Linked DNA regions of Mus musculus: regions 1, 3 and 4 are each linked to region 2. A link is a contact called in public promoter capture Hi-C data. All regions are on one chromosome and are shown on one strand. Each heading gives the region's core, a stretch centred on a gene start, on an enhancer-like site or on the middle of the called end of the contact. The rest is flanking DNA. Distances are from core to core; before and after follow the strand shown. Region 1 holds the start of Gck (glucokinase). Region 2 holds the start of Ankrd36 (ankyrin repeat domain 36). Region 3 has its middle 32 kb from the start of Emid1. Region 4 holds the start of Emid1 (EMI domain containing 1).

Region 1 (2,789 bases), core at 4-2,503, 350 kb before region 2:
ACCACGCCCTGGGACATGTTCTGGGAGGATGCTTGCTGCTCATGCGCAGTCTGGCTGAGACAGAAATCCGCTCCGTTTGTCTCTGGCTTTGCATTGGTTCACACCCTTCCTCCCACCTCCCAGAGATTAGAGCTTGAAGATTTGCCTCCTCCTCCTCCTCCTCCTCCTCTATCCTCCTCTTCCTCTTCCTCTCCTGTGACTTGCCCAGGAGATGGGAGCAAGGCTCCCAGGCAGCTCCAAGACCAGCCACCCCAAATTCAGGCATGAGCTCAACCCCCAAAGCAAAAGGGGCTCAGAGCCAGGGGTTGGGTAGTCAGAGGCTTGTCATATGAGGTCTGGTGAGGCCAGCTTTGCTCTATTTTGGGAAAGTGATCAATCGTGTCAAGGGGTGACCATACTGGCCAATCTTGGGAAAACCTGGCATTCTGACAGGCACCCTATGTACCCTGTCATACTTGCCAGTGGCAGCTAATTTTAGCAGGGCTTGGAAATGCCAGCAAGTGCAGAGTATGTTGGGGTCACTCCTGGCCAAACCCAAAGAAAGGTCTAGGAGGTGTCTGAACCCCGTAGAAGAGCCCAGAATGTCCTGAGCATTGCTGTCACAAAATTTAACGGCCTCTTCTATTCTATTTCTTGCTGTTTGGGTTAAAGGAAATTTAAGAAGATTCCACAATAGTTAAAAAAAAAAATTGTTTTACTTGCAGGGGAGGGGGTGTCAGGGAAGCCAGAGGACCTGAATCTTCTCCAGCTTGTATGTGCACAGATGTCCTTCCCATCTGCCCCAGTCCATGCCGTGACCAAACTCTCCCTTCCACAAACGCTTGGCTTCCTTCCTTCCTTCCTCCAGCTTCTCCTTCCCAGCCAAGTTCTATGGTGGAGCCCCAGACTGTGTGGCTGTGCATAGCCAACCCTCCATAGGTGAAACCCCATGAGGATCTCCACTACCCACAAGTCTGAAGCCTCACTGGCTCACACAGCTCCTCGTGCCTACCTGTTTCAAAGCATCCGATCATCATCTTCTGTAACAAGTCTGGAAGGGGGCATGTGAGTGGGCTAGCTCCAGCCACTTCATCAACCTCTCCACAGCAGCTCCAACCAGTGTTCAGAGAACATGGTAGCCTGTCTCATAGCCCTGTCCCTGTGGCCTTTGTCAAACCTGATCCCACGTGGTTCTTTGTCCTGGCCCTGGCCCTGTCCCTGACCCCGTGGCAGTAGGCAGGGTATTTTAGGAGCCACCTCTCAGACTGACCCATTAGTGCAGAAGTCCTTGGCTGCCTGTCTTTTGCAACACTCAGCCAGACAGTCCTCACCCACAGCAGGTGGCCTCGGGAGTCAGGAACATCTCTACTTCCCCAACGACCCCTGCTTATCCTCAGATGGCTGTGGATACTACAAGGAGGGGAGCCCAGTCGTTGACTCTGGTAAGGGCCCCTCACAGGCCAAAGGCCTTGAATTGGGGGAGACCTGGAGGGCAGCATGCTCAGGTTGGAGAGAGGGATTGGTTCAAGGATGAGTGCGATCCTGTAGGAGACCTGGATTTGTCCCTTCTTCCCTGTATCCCTTCTCATTGGTGCTACGATTGTCCAGCTCTTGAGGAGTCCACCAGGGCTTGTTTCTGGAATGACAGTGCCTAGCCTCGGGATGTTTTCTGAGTGCTGCTCATCTCTAAGGGGCACCTCATGGCTGTACTCAGTAGAGTGTGGGGCTTTCTTCTCCAGAAGTATGTGGATGGCTGACCTAGGGCCACTCACTCCTTTGTATAAAGCCACCATAGGACCTTGGAAAAGAGGATCCAGGCTAAGACTGGACATGCAGGTGCTGACACTGTCTCTGGACCTTCAGAACTGTGGCTTTTGTCTGTAGGCTGCTATGGCCCTTGTCCAGATCCTCTGGGGTCTACAGTTCCCTGGGGCTACCTCTCCCACTGCTAAGATGGTAAACACAGCACTTGATGGTGTCTTCTTTTTTTCCTGCATTATAAGGTGGGCAATCAGAGTGTGCTCAGGGATCTGACCCTGCCAGCTCTATCCCTCCCACTTTTGCTATTAGTTCCCTGTGACCTAATCCAGACTTGTATAAGAACATCTCCATGCTAAGGGCTTGTTTCCCCACTGTTTCCCTGAACTGTGTCTGCACACAGCCAGCCATACATACTTGAGGCAGCTATGTGCAGGCAGATGGGTTGCTTAGATTGGTTTCCCAGGATGCCTAATCCCAGTGGATCCCTGCTGCAGCTGCTCAGGCTCGTCCATGTGATCCTCCTAGTGTGTCTCTTCCTAAACCCCCTAGACCAAGCTGTCACCAGATGTCTGTATGTTCTCTAGACCTTACCACATCTCTGTCCTGTGTGCACTGTCACAGTACACAGATTCTGGAGACAGCCTAATGCCACCCAGTTCCACCCTGTCTCAAGAAGTCCGCATTCTGTAGCCAGGCGTCTCTAGCCTTCTCGTGGTTGTCGGGGTGACTCCTTTCTCCCCTCTATGCAACTTCCTCACTTTCTAGGAAAGTGAGGAGCTGCACCCCTCAGCCCACCCTGACACCCACTTCCTTGCCTCACCACCCAACTCAACTCTACTGTCATGTAATTCTCTTCCGTGACTCTCCGTGAGCACTGGCCTCGTGTGGTACTGTGCTTGGACAGATAGACAGACAGACAGACAAACAGACAGACAGCAAATGCTCTCAGCTCTTCTCTAACATCCCACACACCACAGAGCACACTGGCTAGAACTGGCATCAGCTCAGGAAACCTGCCAGTGCTCTTCAGGGGACTCAGGAGAAGGGAG
Region 2 (2,700 bases), core at 165-2,664:
TTTCTGACTGGCCGTGAGCACAGGCGTAGTGAAGAGCAGTCCTGGGAGAGAGAGTGCGCCTGAGGGCTACTGTGCAATGTGAGGAGGCAGCTCACACTTTTCGGAAGCAGAATAGCCGGTTTTGACATTCTTTTTTCTATTTAGCAGTGCTAAGAAAGAGCAGTTAAACATGGAGGACCCCGAAGGAGAGGGCATTGCAAGAGACACGGGAAAATTTGCAAAGGAAGATTGGGAACGTGTTGTTGACTGCGGTCGTCCTGAACTAGGGACCACATTGGCAAGCTCCAAGGCTTTGATGGTCTCTTAAGATGTGAAGGCCACCAGTGGACCATCTGCTTCTGCATCAAGGAAGCAACCGAAGCTAATGGAGCACCTGTGGGAACTTTGGAGCTTCACGTACTATGTAATGAAGATGGATGCTAATCAAACTAGCCCACTTCAGGGCCAGGCGAACTAATGGATGAATCAGCATTGGTTAATAAAGATGGCTACCCTGAATAACTGGACGTGAAGCCCTGCTGACACTCCAGCCTCCGTGTAAGGTCCCTCAATAAATAACTTATAGTCCTCCGTTACCGTGAAATAAAAAGAATATGGAATTTTATTGAATGAACTTCCTTAGGACCCATCGCATTATTAACTTTTTCCATGTGCAGGAGAAATCACATTTAAATTGTCAAGAGTCTTCTAAAAACAGAATTATATGGGGTTTGGAAACCGACTAAACTAAATGAGTTTAGTTTTTTATTTGCTTCTCATGAAGAGTGTCTGGGCTCTGGACCCATCCAGGGTTTCAGATGCTGAGGCACCTGTGGTAGGAAGAAAGGCTAGCACCTCCTGTTAAAGCAGGCCTTAGCCTCCCTTCTCCACTCCCGAGGCCAAGATCAGTTTCCTCTCCTTAGGCCCTGCTGCCACTCATTTACCCCTGTTCTGGGCCACCTCCCAGCTCCCACCCCGCACCCTCTAACCTTTTCTTCCGGTCTGTAACGTTCACGTCAATATCCCCAAATTCGAGCATCTTCTGCACTTGGGGTATGTCCCCCACGCTTGCAGCTTTGTGGATCCTTTTCACAGGCATGTACCCAGTGAGGTACCTGGGAGGTTCTTGGTTCTCAGCATGCCTAAAGCTCAGAAAGCCCCAAGGCGAGTGACCCTTGAAGATCTTCTTCATGGCTCAGACTGTGGCCCTTCACCCTATCTCTACCCCTCCAAAACTCAGTGTTTATAACGCCTTCCTCCCTCCCAGTAACAACCTCGGTGCTCACAGCAAACCAGTTCTTTCAAGTCCCAGTCTTAGCCACCGCCAGCCAGTCCCAAAAGAGAGCCAACCAAGTCTCAGAATCTCGCCAGGATGCGCCCACAAAAGAGCCCCAAGGTTTAGCATCCCTCCACCTCTTAGGCAGTTGGCAGGACTGTCGTTGCCCAGCAACACCGTGTGCACGTGCTCCAGAGACCCACCCCCCACTCCCCAGGCAACCAATCAAAGCACGTAGCCAACAGTGCTCAGCACGCATGTGAGGCTCAAGAGCAACTGTGCCTTCAAGCATCAAACGTGTGCACCACTAGGCAGATGGTCCCGATGCTTAAGGCCTACTCAGTCTTGAAACATAACTCCCTTTAGATAGATCTACAGGCCTCTAAAGTCTAGTCTCCAAGAAAACCTTCCTCAGAATTCGAACTTGAGGCCAGCATCATCTTGCATGCCCAGCCAGACTGGGTGACCGTAGTAGGACCCTTTCCTAACAAGCAAGCAAGCAAACGAAGAAATCTCAGAATCTCCATATGTTTACACACACCCCTACCCCCGCTCCCAGAGACTAGCAATTGCAATAATAGAATGCTGCATTAGTGGTTTCGTAGACGGTGACAGTATTTGTGGTGGTGTGCGTGCTGGTGTGGAGGGAGCTGCACACTGTCCAGATAAAATGAGATCATGCGTCTGCTGCCTCTCGCCCACTTATTTGCTCCTCAGCATGGTCTCTGCTCGATGTTTTTTCCTCTTTAAATCTTCAGGGTTTATTTGGATCACTGTGTAATATTTCAAACTTTACCTTTTGATTGACTGTTGTCTCAGAAATCTCTTTCCATTTATGTTAGAATGACACTTTAGGCAGCTGGATCCTGTGTCATAGCCTTGCCCCATTGTCCTGGTCCTCCCTCTCCCTCTCCCCCTCCTCCTGGTTCTACATTTCTCCCATCTTTCTGGCCACCACACACCAACTCCTCATGTATACTACTGGTGAGTAGCAGTTTCCAGCCAGGATTTGACTGAATCTCTAATTCTCTGCCCTAGTTTTTGGCTAATATCTTCTCCACATTCTGTATTCTTTACTGTGTATTTGCCTTCCACTTGCAATCTCCCCTCCAGATCCCATCGTCTGCCTGGGCCCTGTCTCACACTTCCTAGGTGCCATCGACGACAGAAGCAGGATCCAAATTCACTGCTACCCCTAGCTCCAGACCATGCAGATCATCCATGCTGTTACCCAAAAATCAACGGTGCCCAGGAGGGTCGAAGTAGAGAATGTAACACCCACCCCGCTCTGCATCTGCCCTGCTTCACAAAGAAAGACCCAAGAGATGAGCAGTGGTGAAGTAGCCTGCATTAACACTGTGAAGGAGCCTCAGAGGAAGAGATCCAGACCTGACCACTAGCCCCACCATGTGAGGAGCAAGTGTACCCCTGTATGAGCAAGCATT
Region 3 (2,700 bases), core at 108-2,607, 390 kb after region 2:
GTAGACAAGGCTGGCCTCGAACTCACAGGCATCGGCCTGCCTCTGCCTCCTGGATGTTGTAATGAAAGACAAGCACCTCAGCGAGTAAAAGCGCTTGTCCCACACCTGACAGTCCTGGGAGCCACATGGGAAAAAGGGAGCAGCAGTCCCCACAGGCTGTCCTCTACCCACACAGACATAAGTTCCATGGTGTGCCCGTGCACCCCGCCCCCGTAAGTGTAATAACATTTTAAATGTAATAATAAGATGGCCACCAAAATTTCCACCAGCAAGATGACAAGCGGGTAAAAGTGCTTGCCACGCAAGCCTGGCACCTAATGTCAATATGCAGAACCCATGAACTCCCAAAACTTGTCCTCTGGCCTCCACATGCATGTGCATACGAGTGTGTGCGCGCTCGCGCGCGTGTGTGTGTGTGTGTGTGTGTGTGTGTATGTGTGTGTGTGTGTGTGTGCGTGTGTGCGCACGCGTGCGCACAGAACATTTTCAAAAAGAAACTTCAATTTTCCAAAACTTAGATGATATCATAAGCTACTGTGTTGACTTTTGCCCCCCAATAGTGAAGCACATGTGAGAGTCCTCCACCCAGGAGCCATGCAATAGCAGGCGCCTGCCCACACCCACAGGCCTTTGCTTGCTCGCAACCCTGCTGTTCACTACTTAATCCCTGCGGCAACTGCACGGATTAGGTCTTGTTTCTGTCCCCACTCAGATGGGAGAAACATGGCTCTGAGAGTTTAAATATCTCATCCATGAAGCACTAGAATCAGGCCTGACCCATCCTCCAGCCTGCTTGGTTTCCTGAGAGACAGCATGGCTGAGTCTGGGTTGTGGGAAATGGGAAGGAGCAATAGAGCGGGGAGCTGAGGGGACCCCCCCACCCCCAACACACACACACACACACACACACACACGCGCACACACACACACACACACACACACACACACACACACGCGCGCGCACACACACACACACACACGCACGCACGCACGCACACACACACACACACACACGCACGCACACACGCACTCGTGCCTTCCTGTGCATCCTGGCCCGAGAGAGCCCTAAGGAGAGAGGCTCTCCTCCCACAGTCTGCTCTGCCTCGGTCTCTCCTCAGGGGTCTGCCCAGCAGCTAGGGCAGCTGGCTCTTGGGGTTGTCTGTTCCCGCCCCACCCCCAGCTCCAAGCAGGAACCCAGACCCAGGACAGCTGGCCGCCCCACACTGTTTTCCAGAACCCAGGTTCTTTTAATTATAACCAGTTTGCCATCCTCAGCAATTCTTTGTTTCCCTCTTCTAATACCCGTGAGTTGGACTCCGCCCCCAGAGCCTCCCAGCCAAGCCCTGGGTTAAAATCATTTCCTTCCCACGCAGAGACCCCTCCAGTCTGTTAGTCTGTTAGTGGGTGAGGCACGGCGGGATTAACCACAGGGCCCTCTCCATTTTTGGTTATTTGCTAAGGCTGGGACTCTCCCTCCCAGAAACTCTCCTAGTCTGAGTCTATGACTGGGGACAAAGCAGAGCTGAAGAGTGCAGGACATGGGCTTGATGTCACACCTTGTGCGTGTAACATTAGCCAAATCACCTTCTTCTGCCAGGGAAACCAGGGATTTCCTACCAGAGACACATGACTGCGGACCTAGACTCGAGGGTCTGCTGCTACCGCTGGTTCCCAGACTCCAGTCAAGTGACCTTCTCTTCCAGCCCCTGAGCGCCTCCCACCCCCACGCCACTGCCCATGTGGTAAATTGGTTGAGCACAGCCTCATGTGGTGCACCAGAAATCCCTACATTTGGGAGGCTGAGAAAAGACGTGAGTTCAATCCCAGATTACGCCCTGTTAGTCAATGGAATACCTCATATTTAACTTGGCCGCTGCAGGCAATACCTGTGCTTTTTCTTTTTCTGATTTTGTTTGTTTGTTTGTTTGTTTGTTTGTTTGTTTGAGACAGGGTTTCTCTGTGTGGTCTGGTTGTCCTGGAACTCACTCTCTAGACCAGGCTGGCCTTGAACTCAAAGATTTGCCTGTTTCTGTCTCCCTCCTAAGTGCTGGGATCAAAGGTGTGCACCAACACACCCAGTCTTTTAAAAGTTTCATGTGCACTGGTGTCTTGCCTGCGTGCATGTCTGTGTGAAGAACTGGAATTTTATAGACAGTTCATGTAATGTACTGGTTTCCCCTCCGGGTGCTGGGAATTGAACCTGGGTCATCTAGGAAGAACAGCCCTTGCTCCTTTCTAACTGCTGAGCCATCTCTCCAGCCCTGGCCTCTGTATTCTTAATACAGATAGATTTTAGCAGTAACTAAGGATCGAAGACAGGAGGGGACCTGTTGTCGTAATGGATACATGGCCCATAGTCCCTATTCTTGTGGTTTGATTGATTTTTTTATTTTTTTAAAAAAGGGATCTCATCCAGATGAGACTGGCTTTGAACTTGCGATGTAGTCGAGGTTGGCCTTGAACCTGATTCTCTCCTATTTCCATCTCCTGAGTTCTGGGATTACAGATTTGTGCCTCCATGCCCAGCCATCAGTCCCTATTCTGCAAATAAGAGCTGAGTCACAAACCAGACTTCATGGGACTTTAGGTGATCTTGTTCTGGGGCAGGGGAAGGGAGGGGGCTGGCCTTGTATCGGATGACAAGATGACAAGCCAACAACACGTCCATAAGGGCAGTGTGCTTCTGAGAAAAGAACTGAC
Region 4 (2,700 bases), core at 103-2,602, 420 kb after region 2:
GACCTCCCTTGGTGACGACTCTGCTCTTGTGTAGAGCTGGGCACAGTATCGAACCCAGCATGCAGGAGGCAGAGGCAGACAGACCTCTGTGAAATGAAAGCTAGCCATATTATATATGTGTGTGTGTGTGTGTGTGTGTGTGTGTGTGTGTGTGTGTGTATTTGTTCCAGACCAAGCCAGGACATATAGAGAGCTCATCTAAAAGAAAGAAAGAAAGAAAGAAAGAAAGAAAGAAAGAAAGAAAGAGAAAGAAAGAAAGAAAATCATACTTCATATACACACATATGTACATATATGTGTGTACATATATGTACATATATGTGTGTACATATATGTACATATATGTGTGTACATATATGTACATATATGTTCATATACACACATGTTCATATACACACACATGCACACGTGTACACAAACATGATATGCATGCATACAGGCATCTCACGTGTACACAGACATACATGCATACACATGCCCACCACACAAACACATACATTGTTCATTCAAATATGGCGTACATAAGCAAATACTGCCCATGCTCACAAACACATCGTGTACACACAGATTCAGCACATACATGTTTACAGCGCCGTGCATGCATACAACATTATCCATGCACACAAATAGTCTATCATGTCAGCACAGGCAAACTCCTCGCACCTGCTATGCCGCGTGGAATGTGCCTGAGTCCCACCCAGGCCCTCTGCTCTCAGCCAGTCCTTACCTTAGGGAATGGGAAATTGAGGCCTATGCCAAAATGCTGTCTACACTTGTGCTTAGACCCCAACACTGAGATGAGGGGATTGTGGGTCTGGGGTTACTCTGCCAGAGTGCTCTGGGCCTTAGTGTCTCCCTGTAAAACAGGTATAAGGGTCACTGCACTTAGGGGACGCGGGAGCACCTGAGCCTCGGGTTTCTCCTCCGTAACATGGGCGACCTAGCCAGCCCAACACGGAGTGATGAAAGCTTTAGTCAGGGCAGGATGTATGGGGTGAGATGCCTGGGACAATGGCACAGCTCGCGCAGGAAGCCTGTGTTAGGTCGATGGGAAGATCCTGTGTGTTTCGGGAACCCAGTTCCGCAAAGATGTCAAAGATGTGCGTCCAGAGGCGATCGCTCTGGAGTGGTGGGTTCAGGTCCTGGCAGCGTTGCGGGGACGAGGGGGCGGGTGCGGCCAGGGCCTCAGTTTCCCAGTCTGCGGCTCAGGTGGGCACCTGGAGGGCGTCCTGGCGGGGGCGCGGACGGCTTCCGGGTTGGCGGGGGGCGGGGGGCGAGGGGCGGGCGAAGCCGAGCGCCCCCGCCCTGCTCCGCCCGGAACCGGCTCTGCGCGCCCGCGGCTGCGGTGGGGACGACAGCATGGGCGGCCCGCGGGCCTGGACGCTGCTCTGCCTCGGGCTCCTGCTCCCGGGAGGCGGCGCCGCGTGGAGCGTCCCGGGCGCCCGGTTCTCGGGTCGCAGGTAAGTCTCCCCTAGCTCTGTGCAATCCCAGCACTGGGGTGAGGGAAGCAGACCCCAGCTCCGTGCAACCCCGAGACTGGGACAGGGACCCGACCCCAGCTCCGTACAATCCCGCGACTGGGGCAGAGACCCGATCGCAGCTCTGTGCAACTTCAGGGTCTGGGACAGAGACCCGACCCCAGCTCCATGCAACCCTAGGACTGGGACAGAGACCCGACCCCAGCTCCTTGCAATCCCGGGACATCGGAGGCAGTCCGAGACTGTTGCAGGGGCTCCATCGCTCATCTCTATACCATAAGCAGTGGGAGCAGGGGTTTGGCACGCTGTGCTCAGGATAGCCGGCTCACCTACTTCTGTGTGAAAGAACAGACGGCCTCCCCTACTGAGATCCCGGAGGCCCCAGAAGGTGGACCCATGGCAATGCAACAGAGCTTCCCAGGACTTCTGTGGGTCTCGCCCAAGCCCCCCTTCCCTTCATGTACATGTAAAATGCCAGGATCACCCCTTAGCCAGCCCTTCAGGAATCCCCTCTCTTTTCCCCTGCTACTGTCTTTTTCTTCTTTCTTTCTTTCTTTTTTTTTTTCTTTTTTCTTTTTTTATGTCCCAGCTATTTATTTCACTCGGAGGAAGGACTGGGGTGGAGACTGCACAGTGGGTCAGTGTCAGAGGCCCCCTGGGACCTGGCATTTGGTTGGACCTCCCAAAAGCCTATGACTCTCTGCCGGCCTTTGTGGAGTGTTTCCCAGGATCGGGTCCTGTGGGGCTTTTTCTAGACAGTGCCTTCAAGACTGGAGGATGTAGGGAAACTTGTCCCCACTCAATAGAGGGGCAAACTGAGACTAATGTGCTCGTGGTGGGTATTCATGGAAGAGCTGGGATTCAGCTCTCCCTTTCTGGACTCGATGGCAGAGTTTGAACCTGCCCTGGCCCCTGCTCTGCCTGTAGCCCCTGCCCCTGTCTCCAGGACAGACAATGTGGACTAACCAGGCCTCTTAGGCCTTTCAGCCCATTCAAAGGCCCGTGAGGGCCCCACCCCCCTGTGGCCTCACTTCTTTCTTTTTAGAAGTTTCCCTTTCTTGTGGTCAGAGGCCAGCAACCCCCCCTGGGAGCTAGCAAAAGCAGGTGACCGGGTAGAGCAGGCTCAGGGGTAGAAGTGGCTGAGGCAGCAGAGGTCAGGCAGTTAGCTGTCTGAGATGGGAACAGCCGAGTGGCAGATGTGGCAGATGCCACAGCACCCCTA

What was found. Promoter capture Hi-C pulls out the DNA fragments that hold promoters and counts their contacts.
Region 1: a promoter capture Hi-C map of embryonic stem cells shows a contact between it and region 2. The contact joins the promoter of Gck here to the promoter of Ankrd36 in region 2. A contact is called at or near these places in 11 of 39 promoter capture datasets (the C10 cell line, the HPC-7 cell line, cranial neural crest and 6 more), 2 of 484 Hi-C or Micro-C datasets (embryonic fibroblasts and nephron progenitors) and 4 of 9 other capture datasets (adipose tissue, embryonic stem cells, liver and 1 more).
Region 3: a promoter capture Hi-C map of the HPC-7 cell line shows a contact between it and region 2, with 2.8 times the contacts expected there. The contact joins the enhancer-like site here to the promoter of Ankrd36 in region 2. A contact is called at or near these places in 8 of 39 promoter capture datasets (the HPC-7 cell line, cranial neural crest, embryonic stem cells and 4 more), 1 of 115 datasets of contacts at active chromatin or transcription factors (thymic regulatory T cells) and 4 of 9 other capture datasets (adipose tissue, embryonic stem cells, liver and 1 more).
Region 4: a promoter capture Hi-C map of embryonic stem cells shows a contact between it and region 2. The contact joins the promoter of Emid1 here to the promoter of Ankrd36 in region 2. A contact is called at or near these places in 13 of 39 promoter capture datasets (the 3T3-L1 cell line, the HPC-7 cell line, the SN4741 cell line and 6 more), 3 of 115 datasets of contacts at active chromatin or transcription factors (T-cell acute lymphoblastic leukemia, embryonic stem cells and regulatory T cells) and 1 of 9 other capture datasets (embryonic stem cells).

Annotation. Positions count from the first base shown.
Region 1 is chr11:5,913,599-5,916,387 of GRCm38.p6, reverse strand. Gck (glucokinase) reads left to right here and starts at 1,253. Exons shown (of 10, transcript NM_001287386.1): 1 at 1,253-1,421. The coding sequence starts at 1,377. Gm11967 (predicted gene 11967) reads right to left here and starts at 1,121. Exons shown (of 2, transcript NR_166847.1): 1 at 992-1,121; 2 at 1-54.
Region 2 is chr11:5,568,398-5,571,097 of GRCm38.p6, reverse strand. Ankrd36 (ankyrin repeat domain 36) reads right to left here and starts at 1,414. Exons shown (of 27, transcript NM_023816.3): 1 at 969-1,414; 2 at 1-41. The coding sequence starts at 1,171. Gm39573 (a long non-coding RNA gene) reads left to right here and starts at 1,980. Exons shown (of 3, transcript XR_872233.1): 1 at 1,980-2,239; 2 at 2,369-2,700.
Region 3 is chr11:5,182,993-5,185,692 of GRCm38.p6, reverse strand. No RefSeq gene overlaps it. Among named protein-coding and RNA genes, the nearest start is that of Emid1, 32 kb to the right of the region's middle. Within about 2 kb of position 1,357, at least 24 of the 459 cell types and tissues checked have an H3K27ac peak or open chromatin away from gene starts, as enhancers often do. A contact at or near this core is called in the HPC-7 cell line, where this site is marked.
Region 4 is chr11:5,150,882-5,153,581 of GRCm38.p6, reverse strand. It overlaps Emid1 (EMI domain containing 1), which reads left to right and starts at 1,352. Exons shown (of 15, transcript NM_080595.3): 1 at 1,352-1,460. The coding sequence starts at 1,360.